Linked DNA regions of Mus musculus: region 2 is linked to region 1. The links are chromatin contacts, called in public HiChIP or PLAC-seq maps. All regions are on one chromosome and are shown on one strand. Each heading gives the region's core, a stretch centred on a gene start, on an enhancer-like site or on the middle of the called end of the contact. The rest is flanking DNA. Distances are from core to core; before and after follow the strand shown. Region 1 holds the start of St3gal1 (ST3 beta-galactoside alpha-2,3-sialyltransferase 1). Region 2 has its middle 21 kb from the start of Mir30b.

What was found. HiChIP or PLAC-seq counts read pairs in DNA pulled down with a chosen protein or histone mark.
Region 2: an H3K4me3 HiChIP or PLAC-seq map of bone marrow-derived macrophages shows a contact between it and region 1, with 4 times the contacts expected there. The contact joins the enhancer-like site here to the promoter of St3gal1 in region 1. A contact is called at or near these places in 1 of 39 promoter capture datasets (hippocampal neurons) and 6 of 115 datasets of contacts at active chromatin or transcription factors (the NIH/3T3 cell line, bone marrow-derived macrophages, differentiating embryonic stem cells and 3 more).

The regions. Positions count from the first base shown.
Region 1 is chr15:67,174,428-67,179,660 of GRCm38.p6, forward strand. It overlaps St3gal1 (ST3 beta-galactoside alpha-2,3-sialyltransferase 1), which reads right to left and starts at 2,455. Exons shown (of 9, transcript NM_009177.4): 1 at 2,205-2,455.
Region 2 is chr15:68,314,151-68,319,383 of GRCm38.p6, forward strand. No RefSeq gene overlaps it. Among named protein-coding and RNA genes, the nearest start is that of Mir30b, 21 kb to the right of the region's middle. Within about 2 kb of position 2,996, at least 3 of the 459 cell types and tissues checked have an H3K27ac peak or open chromatin away from gene starts, as enhancers often do. A contact at or near this core is called in bone marrow-derived macrophages, where this site is marked.

The sequences.
Region 1 (5,233 bases), core at 1,205-3,704:
CTGTTCTTCAGGACTCTTTGGAGTCCGTAGGAATGGCTCCGCTTTACAGATATGGAAGCTGTGGTTTTCAGAGGCTAAGTCATATGTTCAAAGCGAAGTTCTTCATCTTACACCCAATTTTAGGCACACACAGGAGACACAGATGGAGAATTTTAGTTTTTTTTTTTTCTTTCTTTTAGCCAATCATGAAAGTTCAGAAAATGACTAGGCTTTGGTGTTTGGGACAGGAAGGGGAAGTGCAGAGGCGCAGGGGCCCAACCCAGTGGCTTTGGTCACCCTTTCTCACAGCTTAGTTTAACCGCTCTATCCAAAGCAGCCGACAGGGGGCAATGCATCCCTCTTTTTCAAACCTGGGGGCGCTCTGGGCCATCATCCAAGAAAGAAAACCTAGGGACACCGCCCGCAGTTTCCAGAACTGCACACTCTGGTTTAGCAGGGTGGGTGCTCAGCGCTCTCCTGGAAGTCACTGGATGAATTTTAATTTAGTAGCAATCGTGGAAAGGGACAAGGGGCGTCCGGACTCGGGACGCCTTCTAGAGGCCCTTTTAGTGCGCACAGTGTTAGCATCAACTACAAGTCAGAAGCGGTGGCAGAGATCGTCCCCTGATCCTAGCAGTCTTTCTGCTGGGGAGCGCCCCTCACCTGCAGCAGGAAGGCGTGGGCGCTCCATCTCACCACAAGTCCATGGAAGCGTGGGGACCCGAGACAGTGGTAAACTGGGAGAGGACAGGCTTTACCCATTAAACACAGAGAAAGTCTGGCAAATGCCTGATGTAGCAACTGTGCGAGCTTGTTCCTGTCCTGGGGGGTGGGGGGTGGGGGAGGGTCACTAGTGTCTCCGGGAGTCAATCAGCTTCCGAGATGGCTTGACCATCCCAACTCCCACCCACTCGCACGCTTTTGGGCGCGCACATGTCTCTCATGGAGCGCGCCACCAATTCCTGCTGGAGGAAGAAGCTGGCTAGGACCCTTGTGCAAAAGGCTGGAGAAACTCCAGGTTCCAGCAGATGGATGGAGGTTCGGGCACCTTTTCTGAGACTCCACGGTGAAGCAAGGCGAAGGGCCCCACGCTTTACCTGTACTACGAGGCAGGCACCGGGAGACTTAATCCCCTTCTCGAGTTCAGCCGCGCTGCCTCCCGCAAGGTCACACTCAAACACCCACGCGTAGAAAAACGAGGGCTGAAAGTTGCTTGCGCAAAGGTCCGAATCCCGAGCTAATAGTACTCCAACCAAGTCGCTTTGTCCGGTGTCACCATTGCCCACCCCGTGCACATATCAAAGCAGCAGACCATGCCCTGCGCAGGTCACACTACAGAGATGCAGACTTTGCTAACTTTTGTCCCATTATTTCTTGGCAGCTGCGGCGCCTAACGGGTTTGGAGCAGATTCCAAGTTTAGACTTTCCACCGCCACGCTCACTTTGACCACCCTCATCTACCCACTTTCTGACACACCGCTTTTTGCTGTGCTGTCCTAAGCTCCAACTTCTCCCCGAGATCCGAAACGGGGCGGTATTAGAGGTGTCCCGGGGACCAACAGCCTCCTCCCGGGTCCGCGCCTGCCCACAGCTGATCGGGAGACTCCATCCGGACACTGTCCAGACCTCTGGTCTGGAAAACCAACGCTTTCCAAGCGTCCCCAGTGTCCCAGCCCGAGACCTCCGCTTCTCTAGAGAGTGGGGACAATCTGCGCCTGATGGAGTCTCCTACCCGCGGCCCGGGCGGGGATCCACTGCGGTGCTGGGCGCAATGTCACCACGGCCGCTCCGGGAGCCACTGCTACAACTGCCATAGGCTCTTCACTGAGCTCCGGCAGGCTCCTCCAGTAAGTGCCAAAGAGCCTGGAGCCCCAGAGCTGGAGTCTCCTCCCTGACCCGCAGGTAGAAGACCACCGTGGCGGAGACAGAGATCTCTCTCCTTGTGTCTCCCTCTTGGCGCCTAGGGTCTTTGGTCCCATTTCTACTGTTACACCTTTCTAGTCCCTTTCCCACCCCTTCTGTGCCCGGGTCGGGACGATCACCTCAGTACTCAGAGAACACAAGCAACATTTCTCCAGCCCCAACTCGCGAGGGGGCGCCGTCCCTGGGGCACCGGGACAGGGACCAGCTGGGTGCGTACTTACCAAAGCCAGAGACACTCCGGACTTTGGGGGCACTGAAGAGGTTCAGAGAGGTATCTAAGGAGATGTGTTCAGGATACTTACCCAGCCAGCTCAAACCTCACGCTCCTTCTCTGCCTCCTCCTCTCTCCTCCCTCCGGTTTAGGGCTCTTTGTCTTTGCAAAGTGTCGAAAGTGTCTGGCATAGTGGGCTCCGCCGGCAGAGGTTAGCGCCGGAGAAAAGGGAGGCGGGGTGAGGATGGGAGCCGCCTCTGGAACACCTTCCCCCGGGTGTAACGGGAGTGAGAGGCGGGGCGTCCGGGGAGGAGTCGCTTTCGCCCGCCCGGTCCCAGCCGTGACTCCGGCGCGCCCAGCACGGCTCTTCGGCTCTAGGTTCCTCCCCTTCCTCCGCCCAGCGCCCGCCCCTTGGCGCTCGGGCGCCCCCCTCCGCCCCTCCTGCCGGCCTCAGCTCGGCTTTCCTCTAGCTTGGGGCTTCCTGCAAGCTCAATATAGCTCAGCCAAGCCACGTGGACAGCAGCGGGCTGGGTGGAGGCCGGACCCGTCTGAGAGACGCCGGAGGAGGCAGCGCGGGAACAATATCACTGCCTCAAGAGAGGGATCTGCGGGAACAGCTGGCGAGGCTAGGGAAGAACTCCCGAGAGGCTCGAAGCCCGTGGGGTCAACCCGAGGGACGAGGCGTTGGGCGTGCACCGAGAGGATGTGGCTGGCGGTGCCCAGAAGAGCCCCATTCAGGGTCGCAGTGGAGAGAGAGGGCGATCAGGCAAAGCCACCGCTTTTTCTGAGGGCGTGGGACTCGAGGTGGGATTTAGGTAGGCTTGGGGAGGGGCACCGCGGGGTTAGGGATTGCGGTGTCTGTGCAGCCAGGACTGGGAGCCGCAGAGCAGGTCACTATAAGCATCCACATCCCCGCCCTTCCCGTCTACTCCGCCGAGGGCCTTTCCTTTGCGGATGGATAGACAGCTTCGCAGACCAGCGCTAAGCAAAGGCTGATAGTGGGAATCAGAGTTAGAAAGGTCCCCAAGGCAGCCTGGGGATGGGGATTTGGTTTAGGTTAGGGTAGAAGTTTTTCTGTTTTAATAGGGAAGTGAGGGTACGGAATTTAACGTGTGTGGGTCGTAGATCATAAATGGTGGATTTAAAAGGCATTTCTAAGATCTGGTTTGTCAGTGGGTATCCTCTCACTGGAACTATCTCATCTACAACTTTTCCGTGGAATGTTAAGAGGAAAGACGGTGTGCGCAGGAGTCTCTCCGTTTTCAGTTCTGGAGACTTCTGGGGACAAGCCTTTGCAGTGGGGGAGGCCAGAGCTGCCTGGCTGTTTACTCACTAGAATGAGGCTGTAATGTTGGGGCGAATTTGCGGCACTTCTCCATTACGGTGTGATCTTGGGCTCTTTGGGCCATATCCACTGTTTCCTAGGTTTGTGTTTCCACGTACTCCCTTGCAAAGGGCCCTGGTCCCAGCGTTCGTTTGCTTGGGTTGTTGTACTGAGCAAGTGGATACAGGGCTCTTGAAACTGCCCTTGGCATCTAAGAGCTCACTCAATCCAAGCCAGCTTGTGGAAGGAGGAAGGAGTGGGTTTCAACTCTGCTTCTGGACTGCCTAGATAGGGTTGGTACACTGTGTAAGTTCCGAGGAAGTAGAAGAGAAATTGTTAAAAGGGAAGAAGTGGAGGACAAAGAAACAACAAACTACCAGAAAAGGAAGGAAAAGAACAGAAACCTCTAAGTTATAATTTGTGTGTGCGGGGTAAGGGAGAAGTATTGCCAAGACTCTTCCAGTTAAACCTCACTGGGGTCTGATCTGCCACTGGGCTGTCCCTCACCAGGATATGAGAGGAGGGGGTCTCCAAGGTGTTCTATGACCTGTGCTGAGTAGTTTTCTCTGCTGTTCTAGGTTGGTTTGGGTTTCCATGCTAGAAACGAGGTGAGGTCCTTGTCACTGGGCGCATCTCTATGAGCTGTGTTCTCTCTGAGAAGCTGTTCAAACTGCAGCGCCTGGCATTCTTTTGTGTGTATGTGAGAGGAAGGCAGAGATCCCATCCCCATCGGCTACTGTCCTCCCTAGCACAACATCTTGCAGCCCTATCTAGTGTGAGCCACTTAGATCCTTGGTCCCCACAGATACAGTTTGGAGCAGGAACATACTCACACTGTGGTGACTTTCAGTAGAATACAAGTTAAATGGTCACCTAACTGGACCTCAGGGTTAAAGAAAAGAGCCCTGTGGTTTGCAAGCCTGTATCTGCTGCCCATGTGCCTCTTGATTTGATGAGGCTTACTGTAGCTGAGGAACACTGTGCCTTGCTTCCCGCTGACTGGAGTCCTCTCCCTGTAGTCCAGAAGCTAGTAAGGGAGTGCTGGATGAATTAATTGTAGTGTTCTGGCAAGGAGGCAGAGTGCATAGGGAATCACTTAGGGAGATGGAAAAATACTATATGAATGGAAGGCTGCTATTATAATCTAATGGATTCTGTAGAGGGAAGGTTAGATTAGGCAAATGAATAGCCCCAGGTCATCCAGCTGGTTACACTTATATTGCTGAGAGCCCACACCAGCTCTGTGTCCACCCCAGAGTCTTAGTGGGGTCTCTGGATGACTCTGAAAAGGACTCTGGTGAGCTCTGATGAGTGTATATAAACCGTCACCTTCCCTACATAAAATGAACCTACTTCTAGTAAGAAAATGTAGGTGGAACTTTTAAAAATCCACCTACTCCCTGCCTGTTAACAAAACACATTCCTTTCTAGGTTTAACAGGGCAGGTCTCCATATCCTTCCCTGCCTTCCCTTCTGCTATTTATTTATTTATTTATTTATTTATTCATTCATTCATTCATGCATTCATTCATTCAGTGACATTCCATGCAAGCAGCACTTTTGACACACTGGACCATATTCAGAGGCAAGGGAAACAGGCTGAACGTCAGGGAAGGATGTATGCATTTCTTTTTGTCACCCTGATCATGTCTCCCAACATGCCCTGCTGGGAAACAACTGGAAGTAGTCATTACTGGGAGTGCCTGCACAGCGGGTCTCCTGGGGAGCCCTGACATGGATTTAGTGCACACTGCTGCCTCCCCATGAGTTCAGAGCACAGCAAAGCTATCTTACTG
Region 2 (5,233 bases), core at 1,746-4,245, 1.1 Mb after region 1:
CATAATGAAATTGGAGAATTCTCATACTAGCAACTTAATAGCACACCTGAAAGCTCTAAATCACAAAGAAGCAACCACACCCAAGAGAAGTAGACTGATGAAAATAGTCAAACTCAGGGCTAAAATCAATCAATTAGAAACAAAGGGAACACAAAGAATCAACACAACCAAGAACTGGTTCTTTGAGAAAATCAACAAGATAGACAAACCCTTAGCCTAACTGAAAGGCACAGATACAATAAATATCCAAATTAGCAAAATCAGAAGAGAAAAGGGAGACATGACAACAGAAACTGAGGAAATTCAAAACATCATTTGGTCTTACCTCAAAAGCCTGTACTCCACAAAACTGGAAAATGCTAACAAAATAGATAATTTTCTAGACAGATACCACTTACCATATCAGGTATCAAGATCAGGTAAACTATTTAAATAGCCCCATAACCCCTAAGGAAATAGAATCAATCATTAAAAGTCTCCCAACCAAAAAAAAAAAAAAAAAAAAAAAAAAAAAAAAAAAAAAAAAAAAAAGCCCAGGGCTCAATAGTTTTAGTTCAGATTTCTACTAGACTTTCAAAGAAGAGCTAATACCAATACTCCACAAATAATTCCACAAAATAGACACAAAAGGAATATCACCAAACTCATTCTGTGAGGCCACAGTCACCCTGATACCTAAACCACACAAATACTCAAGAATGAAAGAGAATTTCAGACCAACTTTGCTAATGAACATTGACACACACACAAAAAAAAATGCTTAATGAAAATCTGGTAAACCAAATCCAAGAACACATCAAAACATACCATGATCAAGTAGGCTTCATCCTAGAGATGCAGGGATGGTCCAATATACAAAAATCCATTGATGTAATCCACTAGATAAACAAACTGAAGACAAAAAACACACGATCATCTCAGATGCTGAAAAGATCTTTGACAAAATCCAACACCCTTTGATGTTAAAAGTCTTGGAAAGGTCAGGGATTCAATGCACGTATCTAAACAGAACGAATTGGAGAATTCTCAACAGAGGAATCTTGAATGGCCAAGAAGCACTTAAAGAAAGGTTCAACATCCTTAGTCATCAGGGAAATGTAAATCAAAATAACCCTGAGATTCCACCTTACACCAATCATAATGGCTAAGATCAAAAGCTCAGGTGACAGCACATGTTGTCAAAGATGTGGAGGAAAAGGAATACTCCTCCATTAGTAGTGGGATTGCAAACTGGTACAACCACTCTGGAAATCAATCTGGAGGTTCCTCAGAAAGTTGGAAATAGATCTGCCTGAAGACTCTATCCTGAAGATACCACTATTGCGTATATACCCAAAAGATGCCCGACCATACCATAGAGGAACATGTTCCACTATGCTCATAGTGGCTTTATCTGTGATAGTCAGAAGCTGAAAACAACCCAGATGTCTCTCAACCCAAGAATGGATACAAAAATTAGTATTCTGTTTATACAATAGAATACTATCCAGCTATTAAAAACAAGGACATCATGAACTTTTCAGGAAAATGGATGGAACTAGAAGATATGATCATGTGTGAGGCAACCCAGACCCAAAACAACATGCATGGTATGTACTCACTGATAAGTAGATATTAGCCAAAAAGTAGAGTATACCCATGATATAACCCACAGACAGTAAGAAGTTTAACAAGAAGGTAGGCCCAAGTGAGGATGCTTCAATCCCACTTACAAGCAGGAACAAAATAATCAGGAGGGAGGGAAAAGGGAAGAGGGACCTTGGTGGGAGAGGGGAGGGGAGAATAGGGTGCAGGATCAGATATGGGTGGAGACAGGAAGAAGATCAGAGGTCCAGGAGAATAAATAGGAACATGCAGCTGTAGGAAGTGTGTGTGTGTATCTCTAGAAAGTCCCAGAGACCTGGAATGGCAGAGGCTCCAAGAAGTTAATGGGGATGACCTTAGCCGAAATGCCCAACAGTGGGGAGATGGAACCAGAAGAGACCACTTCCAGTAGACAGACAGGGCCCCAGTGGAGGGATGGGGTCACCAACCTACCTTTAAAATTTTTGACCCAGAATAGATCCTGTCTAAAAGAAATGCAGGGACAAAAATGGAGCAGAGATGAAAGGAAAGGCCATCCAGTGACCAATCCAACTTGGGAACAGTCCAATGGGCAGGCAAATCTTGATAGTATTACTTATGCCATGTTTGGCCTGCAGACAGGAACCTAGCATGACTGTCCTCTGAGAAGCTCTACCAGCACTTGGCTGAGACAGATGCAGATACTCACAGCCAACCATTGCACTGAGGTTGGGGACTCCTACGAAAAAGTTAGGGTTAGGATTGTAAATAAATAAAACAATTTTAAAAATTAAATTAAATTTAAAAAAAAGAAGTGACAGTTATCTTTAGCTTTGCAAATACTACCAAGACAGAAGAGGCACCAGCAATTGCTGAGCTTACTACCGTCCTCAATTTCCACCTTTCATTAGATACCACAGAATATTTCCCATCCATTTTTTTTCTTTCTAAATGGGAAGATTGATCCAAATGACGAAGTATTTGAGTACTCAAGAGGAAAAAAAAAAAAAAACAACCTGTGACTATTTTCTCCAATGCTTATAAATGTGGAAAAATAATTAGATTATGGAATGACTCTTTACATTCAGAAAAGTCCTGTACACCAAGAACACATGTTCATATTAAAGGCAACATACAGACAGGAAAGAATCAATAATCTGGAAGAAAGATGATGGATGCTAGGTTTTAAGATTCAACTGTCTCTGCCATTTTCAGCACTACTTGAAATAGCAAAAGCTCCAACACTGAAAGCCATATGCTTAAATGTATTTTCATGAGTGGTAATGTCAAATGTTTCAGCAAGCCTTCTCTCTTTGCTGCTGATACTTCATGTTTCCCATGTTCTTACTCAGAATCAAGTTCCTCTGCCCTCCTATCCTGTTTTAAATCACTGAACAGGGTGCTGTGGTTCTACAGTGACAGATTTAGATGAAAAATGAAACTCAAACATGTAGACAGTCTGATTGCAGCTTGTGCAACCAAATCAGATGTTCTTCCTGCTTTCCCATTTCATCTGGTTGAGTATGGGCAAATCATCTGAAAGTCACCCTTCTTTCTGCTCAAAGTTTGTAGAGTAAAATAAGAAAAAAATACTTATATACTGCTACATTTTTTCCTTCCTACTCTGGAATCTTCTAGAAAACAGCTGAGCCTAGGTAGCTGATGAACCTCCACCCCCATCTCGGCTGGATTTCTAATCTGCCTTCCTATACTGTGCTGAGGCCAGCCTTCATATAATTGAGAATGAATAATGGTGCTCTAACCACTTTCTTATACTCCCCCCCCCACCCCAGTGCTCATTTGTGGAATAGTTCAAGGTGAAGATTGACATCTTCACATTCAGATAATTACCAGAGGATATGGAGATGACTGTGAACACCTTATACATTTTATGCCTTGGAGAGATGAGCTTTACTCATGAGAAGAAAAGCAGCAGCATATGAAAGGATGAAATCCTTTCCCATCCTTAGCAAACAAAGCCCACATTCTCACTTGTCGATACACTGGGTATGTGTGGTCAGCAGATTCTAGATTTAGTTGAAAGTCCTTTCCTATTAATTAGCTATGTGACTTTGGGTAAGTCACTAACCTAAATGGATTTTAATTTTAATCAAATGGAGAAGAAACACAATGTTGCAAATTCTTTGTGAAGTCTGAAATTCCTATACCAATGCAAATGATCTTATTTAATTGACATAATTCTGGGCATTGAATACAACAATGGAGGGGTCAGCAGGGGATAGAATTTTCCTTATTGCCTCCAAGGGAGAATGAACAAGGAAGCTAGAGAGGAAATTAACATCTTAGAGTGCTTCTCTTTGCATCTTGTGATAGACTTAGCTTTGTCAGCAAGATTTCTCACAATATGGTCTTTGAAACTTAGTAATATTATTGAAAGAACGGAGGCTTAAAGTCACATGTACCTGGAATGATCCTTAGCAGTGCCACATGTTGTGTGGGTGGGAAGACTGCTTAACCTCTCAAGACTTCCTCTATAAAATGGTAATTATGAAGATTTCCTAAGCCACTTTATGAAAAAAGCGAATAATGGTGTTTTGGATATAGTAGGTATTCAATAAATACAAGTTCTGTTTTCTCTTTTGTAGAGGAATTGTTAGGGTTTTAAATTTTGTGTCCCTACTTTTTTTGTGGGGATTCACTAAGACCCATCAATAGAATTACCTAAAGAAAGGAAAATGTACAGACCCAGCAGCATTTTTGACATTGGTCTGTAATCAGTATTTGGGAACAATAATGTGCTAATGAGGGGAAACAGAAACTAAACATTGTTTAAGAGTGATTTCGAAAAGTGTGTTATGCAATAAATAACATGGTAACCTCTTAGTTGACTCTCATATCTTGTAGCTCTCAAATGAATAGCACTCTCTTTTCAAACATATGGTGATCTATTTAAAAGAGCAACAGTGGACAAGAGTAGTGAGGTTGCCCTTACACCATCCTCAGTGGATCCCCAAACAACCCAACAGGCTACATCTTCTACTCATAACATAAATGTTTCCAGCTGGGCAGTGGTGGTACACACCTTTAATCCCAGCACTTGGGAGGCAGAGGCAGGTGGATTTCTGAGTTCAAAGCCAACCTGGTCTACAGAGTGAGTTCCAGGACAGCCAGGGCTATACTGAGAAACCCTGTCTGGAAAAAAAAATGTTTCTAAAACTTCATAGCTGAGCTGTCTTCTGTAAGTCTCTTTAAAATTAATTATTAAAGCCTTCTCCATTAGTCTTTTGTTTGGCCTTCATAAAACCATTTATTTTTTGCAGTTTAACAAATAAAAAACCCCACTGCATTATCTATAAATATATGGCTCCAGATATGGGAAGAAGGCTATGACTCATACTAGACCACTCCTTAAGGGCAGCTCTGTTATGACTGTATTCTGGGAAGTGTGCTGGATCTATTCTTCACACATAGGCAAAATCAAAATAAGCTGGCAATATAAAAAGGACTTTTTTGTGTGTGTTTTGTTTTTTGTTTTTTGAAGACAGGGTTTCTCTGTGTAGTCCTGGCTGTCCTAGAACTCACTCTGTAGAACAGGCTTGCCTTGAACATAGAAATCTGCCTGACTCTGCCTCCCAAGTGCTGGGATTAAAGGTGTGCACACCACTGCCCAGATGAAAAGGACTTTCTTGTCAGGAACTGACTCTTGTCA